Regions from separate parts of the Zea mays genome. Here region 2 is linked to region 1. Evidence: chromatin contacts called from public Hi-C data. All regions are on one chromosome and are shown on one strand. Each heading gives the region's core, a stretch centred on a gene start, on an enhancer-like site or on the middle of the called end of the contact. The rest is flanking DNA. Distances are from core to core; before and after follow the strand shown.

What was found. A called contact is a pair of places that touch in the nucleus more often than the background predicts.
Region 2: a contact with region 1 is called in a Hi-C map of leaf, with 8 times the contacts expected there. The contact joins the promoter of LOC541705 here to the enhancer-like site in region 1. A contact is called at or near these places in 6 of 25 Hi-C or Micro-C datasets (bundle sheath, ear, leaf and 1 more).

The regions. Positions count from the first base shown.
Region 1 is chr1:199,619,251-199,623,264 of Zm-B73-REFERENCE-NAM-5.0, forward strand. No RefSeq gene overlaps it. Among protein-coding and RNA genes, the nearest start is that of LOC103643023, 11 kb to the left of the region's middle. Within about 2 kb of position 1,826, at least 15 of the 20 cell types and tissues checked have an H3K27ac peak or open chromatin away from gene starts, as enhancers often do. A contact at or near this core is called in bundle sheath, ear, leaf and 1 more, where this site is marked.
Region 2 is chr1:199,724,770-199,728,783 of Zm-B73-REFERENCE-NAM-5.0, forward strand. LOC541705 (pyruvate dehydrogenase 2) reads left to right here and starts at 2,083. Exons shown (of 14, transcript NM_001111444.2): 1 at 2,083-2,422; 2 at 2,495-2,569; 3 at 3,676-3,756; 4 at 3,841-3,867; 5 at 3,974-4,014. The coding sequence starts at 2,384.

The DNA.
Region 1 (4,014 bases), core at 576-3,075:
GAAGTTCAATGGGAGTCAAAACTCCACGCGCAAATGAACACAAAGAAGTAGCACACACTATCTCTCAATGAATCTCACAAGGCACTAGTGCTAAACTCAAATGAATAGCTCTCTCTTGCTTGCTCTATCTTTTGTGGCACTTGTGTTGGTTGTAGTGGTCTAGATCTTGTGTATAGGATGGATCAATGAATAGAAGTGGTTGGGAGGGCTTGAGTATGTCAACTAGATGACTTGGAATGTTGCTTGGGCTCCCACACCTTGAAGTGGCCGGTTGGGGTGGTATTTATAGCCACCATCCAAAATGTAGCCGTTGAAGAAGGCTGCTGGCGATGGGCGCACCGGACAGTCCAGTGCGCCACCGGACAGTGTCCGGTGCGCCACCGGACAGTGTCCGGTGAGCTGCCACGTCATCTTCCCATTAGGGCTTGGAGCTGGTCGACCGTTGGAGGCTCTATCCTCATGTGGCACCGGACAGTCCGGTGCCCCTCTGACCGTCTGCTCTGACATCTGATTTGCATTGTTTGCTTTGCAGAGTCGACCGTTGCGCGCAGATGACCGTTGCTCCGCTGGCGCATCGGACAGCCCGGTGGCACACCAGACAGTCCGGTGAATTATAGCGGAGGTGCGCCTGGGAAACCCGAAGGTGAAGAGTTTGAAGTCGATCTTCCCTGGTGCACCGGACACTGTCCGGTGGTGCACCGGACAGTCCGGTGCGCCAGACCAGGGAGCACTTCGGTTTCCTTTGCTCCTTTCTTCTTGAACCCTTTTTAATCTTTGTATTGGTTTTGAGTTGAACCTTTGGCACCTGTAGAACATATACTCTAGAGCAAACTAGTTAGTCCAATTATTTGTGTGTGGCATTTGAACCACCAAAATCAGTTAGGAAAAGGTTTAAAGTCTATTTCCCTTTCAAAAATGTTTATTAGTTTTTGTAACTTATTTGCAATTTTTTAGTAAAACTAGAATATTTATGAATTTTAAATATTGCGGTGTTGGTTCTACAATGTCCTTATGATAAGCAACTTTGAACTGCATGATGTCAATTTTACTGGTTTCCTTTCTTACATCTGATCTATCATATACATGATTATGTATTGCTTAACTTATGGATGGTTGGTCAATTAATATCATCGGATGAAGCGAACTACCCGACAATTATCCGGTATCTACCCGAGTAGTATCTGTTATTCGTTTCTTACCCGTCCGGATTATTACCCGATCCCGTTCTGTATCCGTCCCGAATCTTAACTACCCGTATCCGGTCCCGTATCCGAGAGAAATACATTAGGGTAGGATACGGAATGACCCTGTATCCGACTGTATCCGTCCTGTTTTCATCCCTAATTATCATCGTCAGTGCTGTCTCTCACTCCGCTGGTCATTCATTCTCATTTCACGACGAGATCCCCTGGAGAAATTATTTATGGAGCCCGTAGAGATTATGGGGGACCGGATTACTCTCCAGTGGCTGTGCTGGGCGATGCATGCATGCGCGGTTTGGTTTCGTGCGTCCGACAGGTAGCGCCGGTGAGACGTCTAGCTCGTCGTCTTCCCAGTACAGCTAGCAACGATGATTACATTACAATATTACCTATATATATATAGAAGCTCATGAGACCTATAGCTAGCAGCGCATGCCGGGCCCACGTACGTGCGTTGTAGTACGGAGAGGGAGGAACAGGATGATTAGCTGTGTGGTAATCATATCGCTCTATTATTAAGACTTGATACCCTCCCTGTCTTCGTCTGCGGACGGGCAGTGAGCATGGGCCATCATGTGTTGTTGACGACCGGATGACAGGATCGTCGGGCTGCAAATACAGCCTACGTGCAAATAAACCCAACAGCCCATCACTAGGCTAATGCAAACGGCGTGTCGACCGGGCCGGGCCGGGCCGAATAGGACTAGTTTGAGAAACATTGAATTGCCATCCTGAATCTCTAATTCAGAGCGGTCCTAGCTGTTGTTTGAATCAACTGAGACAGACAGTAACACTCGCGCTTCATCAGCCACTGTTCCAGATCTTGGGACAGAACACACCTGCAGATTTGCAGTGTCCAGCTGCCGAGGGAAAGTATACATAGAGCACCTCAAATATATGCAGATTTGCTCAACGTTGAGTGTGTGTGTGTAATGGTATTGTACCAAAATTCTGTGATGAAGGTTCACTTACTCCACTGGTGTTGGCGTGAATGAACGATGCAGCAGCCCAACAAGACTTCGACACATTGGTTAAGACGCTCAGTCTGTCCAGCCGTTAATGGATGATAAAAAAAACGTTTTCCCTACATCTGGTTGCTTTACTTATTTATCTTCAGGTAATGCTGGATTTGCTGGTGTTGTATCAGGTGGGGGCTTTTCAGCACCACACCAACTGCTTCTGCAGGTGTTGGTTTTGCCGCCGCTGCTACTGGTGGAGGTTTTGCTGCTCTTGCTTCCAAAAGTGGTGGTTTTGCCTGGTGCAGCTTCATCTGGTGGTGGTTTTGGAAGTGCCTCCCACTCCCAGGGAGGTGGCTTTGGCAGTGGTGAGATCTCCCAAGTCGTGTTCTGTTTTGAACAAATACTTATTTTTTTTGCAGGGTAGTTTTTCGATAAATGCTAATGTGTGACAGTGCACATCGCTTATGGTTTGTATATGTGTTTAATCAATCATCCAACATTCGAACCTGTGGCTGTGGTGTGTCATCAGTTTAAAGTTTTGCTAGTTCCTGGCAGTTAAACACACACCTAGATTGACTCTATTATTGGGTTAAATGCTGGTATTTGGAGTTGGAACTGCTAAGTTGCATTACTCATTTCTAGAAAGATGCTAGCATATAATGCATAGGCTCCATTAGGCTTATAAAGAACTTTTATGGTCTCCCTTGTCAGCAGTTATCACTGATCAGTTCCTAACATATCTACTCATTTCAGCTGTCCTGAACAAGTCCATATAAAGTATTTGATTTTGTCTTTAGGAATAGTATATATTGATTTTTAAGTCTCGCAAACATTTTCTACAAATGTAGTCAATCTTGAGAAAAATTGGTACTCCAGCAAGAAAGGTGGTAGCGATGCTTGTTGGTCGGCTTTGATATTCCAGGAGACACTGATGGCTTTGTTGAGGACCTCAAAGAGCACGGCGGCAGTTTGATAGGCTTTGGTGAGCCGAACCCTGGGGATGCATTGATCAATTGGTTCAGTAATGATTTTATGGTTATTTATATATATATATATATATATATATATATATATATATATATATATATATATATATATATATATATATATATATATATGGAACGCCTAATAGGTGAATCATATAGCAATAGAATAAAGGAGGAAGAGGCAGACCTGTCGGCTTTACCAGCAACTTTTTGAAGCGCCTGAATGTACTTCTTGTAGTAGAGCTGGTAGAAGCTCTGCAATTCTTTGGTGTCACTCTGGTTGAGCCTACCGTTGAGCGTGGGATCATTATTCTCCCTTTCGAGCCTCTGCAACAGCGGAGTTTTATACTGGCGTACAGCACGGCTGCTGGAGGTGGGGTCTGGAGAGGAAGGGGGGGCCCAAATTAAGTGACCGATTGATCGTTTGCGAGGGCCGGCCACGGGGAAGCAGAAGCAAAAGAAGCAGACAAGCTGGAAACAAAAACGAATACTGCTACTACTCATAGAGGATTGTTACTGTGAGTCAAGATCTTTCCAGAGTAGATGGACCTAGTGCTCGTGTTCTAGGATCATATATTCATCGCAGACCGGTAGTACTTGTCATAGGATTGTAATGCAAGTGTCATATTCAGCTCAAGTGCAAGATTTGTTTCAGAGTACAGATATTAATTGTTGTAATGCATGGAATATGTTAGTCTTTCACAATGAAAAGGAACACTTTTATATTATTAATGAAATGATCCTGTATGTTCCAAACGTATGGCTCCTGAATATTCAAATATACACATGAGTATATGTTTATTCTGCAGAAACACTTAGACCATTTCAATCAATGCTACAAAGAAGCCATATTTTCGTAGTTTTCTG
Region 2 (4,014 bases), core at 833-3,332, 110 kb after region 1:
TTCAGCGCAGCGACATGGTAGAGAGGAAAGTAGTTGCTGTGCATTAACATATGTTATAGAAAATTATAAAACTACAATAAATCAGTTGATTTTTAGCCCTCAATTTTTTGACGCCCTGTGCGAGCACACGGCTCGCATGGCCTGGCCATCGTTGATTAGAACGTGTTTCTTCGGCTTTCATCTTCATGTCTAGGCCTAAGCAAAATAAATCAAAACCGAAGAACCGAATAACCGTTAGTAATTTTGGTTCCAAGTTTTAGAAAACAGAAATAACCGAGTTAATTTCGGTTCTAGACCACGGAAATTCGAAAGAACCGAAATATAATAGAAGCCCAAAAGACCAATAGAGTTTTATGCATATATCTTAATATAGCCGTCTCAAATACAATATTAATAAGCACACAACCTCTCCAAATCAATCCATGTATCACCAACCCCAACCCTCCATCTAGCCATTACACACTTTTGATAAACTCTAAAATTATGTTGTTTTGTTGTATTTTTGATTTTTTCGATCTTGCTTGGCCTTAATGCATATCCGTTCTAATTTTTCTGGGAACCGAATTTTCTAAAAAAAAAATAACTGGAGGCCTACTTCTACGGGCGTGGACGCGATAAAAGAAGGTCCGCTCCAAGTCCAACAGTGCCGGACCCGAAGGCCAGTTAATCTGGGCTCGTGCCCGGGCTTTACCCTAAGAGGCCTTGCACCGGCTGGCTGTAAGAGGGAGAGGAAAGGAGGCGCAAGTGGGCTGGTCTACGTGGGCTTAAAAGGCCGAGCGAGGAGGTTGGTGGGCTTCGTCAATTTTTGGTCCGAAAAAAAAAGAGGACTGGGCAAAAAAATGGAAGAGAAAGAAATAGAAGGATACGTGAATTTGGATTGAGCTTTCTGAGATATAGTTGTGCCCAACGACTGTTTTAGAATTCTCTAAATTTTATAAAGATAGTTTTCAAACCTGGTTTTCTGCCATTTTTGGATTATAGTTAGAAAGTACGTACACAATTTTTTGAATGTCAAAAGTATTCCTTTGAGAGACATTTTCGACACCAACTTTGTCGAAAAGCCAATTACTAGTAAAAAATAGTGTGCATCCATTTGATTGGATGAATAGAACAATCGGTCTGGCTCCGCCGCTGCGCTCCAATATTCAGCTCTTCTGCTCTTGACGTCTCTCAAGCAAATACACGGCCACTGCTTCTGCTGTAAACCAAGCAAATACACCTCTGAAAGTTGAAACCTATCTGGTCCCAATATTCGCTGACCGCAGCTGGTGCAGATAAGACATACAGTAAGTTAGTAACAGTGTTTCGTGAGAAACAGCCCGCGGCAGCGGCTGTAGAACAGTCTACCGAGCAGCAATGCAAAGCGCCGCCAGGTGCCGAACGGTTCGCCGACGTCGCAGTCCGAACGGTGAAGGATGGACGCGCGCACGCCAACGCTCCGTCGCTCCGGCGGCCCCTGCACGCCCCCAACGGACGGGGGGCAGCTGGCTTGGCTGGTGGCCTTCGGCCGCGGCGCTGGCCAGATGCCCGGTCCCCATCGACGTTCCTGTCCCTCCGATTTGTGCACCAGGGCCAGGAGACGTCATGTCATCTCAGCCAATGAGCCAAAATAAAGGATGACGGCAACCTGCAACTAGGTTTTCTGTCTCGTATTGACGATTACTACATTTTTTGTAAAAAATAAGTATGAATGTATTCGTCCCGCCACACACTTTATATTCCTGCGTAGGTAGTTTAGAAAAAAAGAGAGAGAGAATTCATATTTTCCCCATTTCTAAATTTTGTTTACGTTTTTTTTTCAACCGGTAGTTCATCAGGCCAGACCGACCAGCTGCGTGCGCATCCTGGCTCCCGGCTCCCGTGCGTGCCCAACCCCCATAAACTTGTTCGGTTTGAAGGGGTTTAAGACCTTGTTCGTTTGTACCGGATTGATGGGTCGGAACGGATCCTAACCGGATTGCTTTTCTAATTTATATAAACTTTGATTAGCTAGAACGATTCAGGTTGTTATCCGACGTAAACGAACAAGACCTAAATTTATATAGACACTAATCCCCCTCAATCCACTGCTAACCGAACAGGGCCTAACCATTCCCGGCTCCCGGCAGAGACGGCCGCTCGCCTCCAGAAGAGCAACCCAAGTCGCCGAGAGCGACTCCCACACGACCCACCTACCCCGCCGCCGCCGCCGCCGCATCCCCCTCGATCCCGTCTGGCGATCGGGGGCTCCCAGACACATCACAGATACACACCACGCTAAGCCAAATCGAGCAACGCCTATCATCATATTATAATTTCCCCTCATTCATCTCACAGTCCCAGGCCTCCCCTCCCTCCTCCCCGTCGCCAACCAACCTCCAACCCCCAGCCGATCGCGTCGGAGATGCTGGGCGTCGCGCGGAGGCGGCTCGGATCCGGATGCGTCAGTGCTCTCCCGCCACCGGGCTCCCCGCCCTCGCTTCGCTCTCACCGTGACCCGTTTCTCTCCCCGCAGGTGCTCGCCCAGCTGGCGCAGGCCCTCCGCCCCGCCGCCGCTCCCGCCAGGACCTACTCCGCCGCGGCCAAGGAGGTGAGCGCTACTCTCTCCTCGCGACTTCCGCGCGTCGCGTCGCGTCGCGTGTGCCGTGTCGCCGAATACGGGGACCGTTTCGTTGCCGGCTCCCGGCCTTTCCCGCCGCCGCCAATACGTTTGCCAGCGCTCCGGTAGATTGGCTCTTCGCTGCGACCCGTGTCGCGCCTCGCCGATTGTGCTGTTAGATGCTTTACTTTTCCTGCGACTGCGAAATTCTCTCCTCGCGACTAGATTTTCGAAACCTTTTTTTCTTTCCTTTTCTGAGATAGATTTAAATGGTGGTGGATACTGGTTGATGGTGACCGGTGCTCGTTGTCGACCTTGATCGGAAACAGATGGATGGCAGTAGCTGTACAGGGAAGCGGGTAGGTGAGGGGAATCTAAGTGGTTGGGTCGTAGGGCAGTTGTCTATCAGACTGATAGTAGATGATTAATTTGCTTGCGTTGGCAAACAAACTGCATTTGTGTACATTATGGGTTGTGCACTGGTGATACTGTTTACGTGTGTGAAGAGCACCTGACGTTAGACGGGGACTGTATGGTGCGGTACTCCGTACTCTACCTATGCTGGGGGAGTGAACAGTGTATGCTGGGTGAGCGAACAGTGTATGCTGACTAGATGCCAGGTACCAGGTGGTGGATGCTTCGTACCTGAAAAAAAGTTAACCAACTTTGAAATAACTGAACTGGCAGTAGTGTAATGAGTTGATTTTGGTGATTCAGTGGTTTATCCAGTGTGATCTCTGATTGTCTGGATTATAACTCGAGATCTCAGGGATAGTTGGTACAGTTATAGGGTGTTTGGTTTGAGAAATAAGCTAGTTCATCATTTTCTCACTTCACATTTTTTTGTTTGGTTTGTGGAATGGAATAAGTTGATCCATTACTACTTCATTCATCATAGTTAGCTAGCTAGTACTAACATGAGAAATAAGGTTATCCCACCAAATTTGAGGAATAGACTTGTCTTTGGATGTATTGATTTCTAAAATCAAACACCCCCTATTCGTTCTTCTAGGTGGCTTGGTTCTCTTCAGATATACTATGTCATGACCTTGACATTTGCCGGGAAGTTTTACACAGCCACTCTTTTGCTTATTTAGATAACTGTACGGGAAGCATTGAATACCGCATTAGATGAAGAAATGTCGGCAGACCCTTCTGTTTTCTTGATGGGAGAAGAGGTACCACCAGTACCACTACCTGCACTTGTTTATTTTTGTGTCCCTTTGCTTCTTGTGGTTTAATAATTGTTGTGTCTATGGTAGGTTGGCGAGTACCAAGGTGCATACAAGGTCAGTAATATTTCCAAAGATTTATGCTTCATTTTTTCCCTCCCCGTGGCAACTGAAAAGTAATATACAAATGTTGCCGGTATTAAGCTTCTCTTCATTGTTGCAGATATCCAAGGGTTTGCTTGACAAGTATGGCCCCGATAGGGT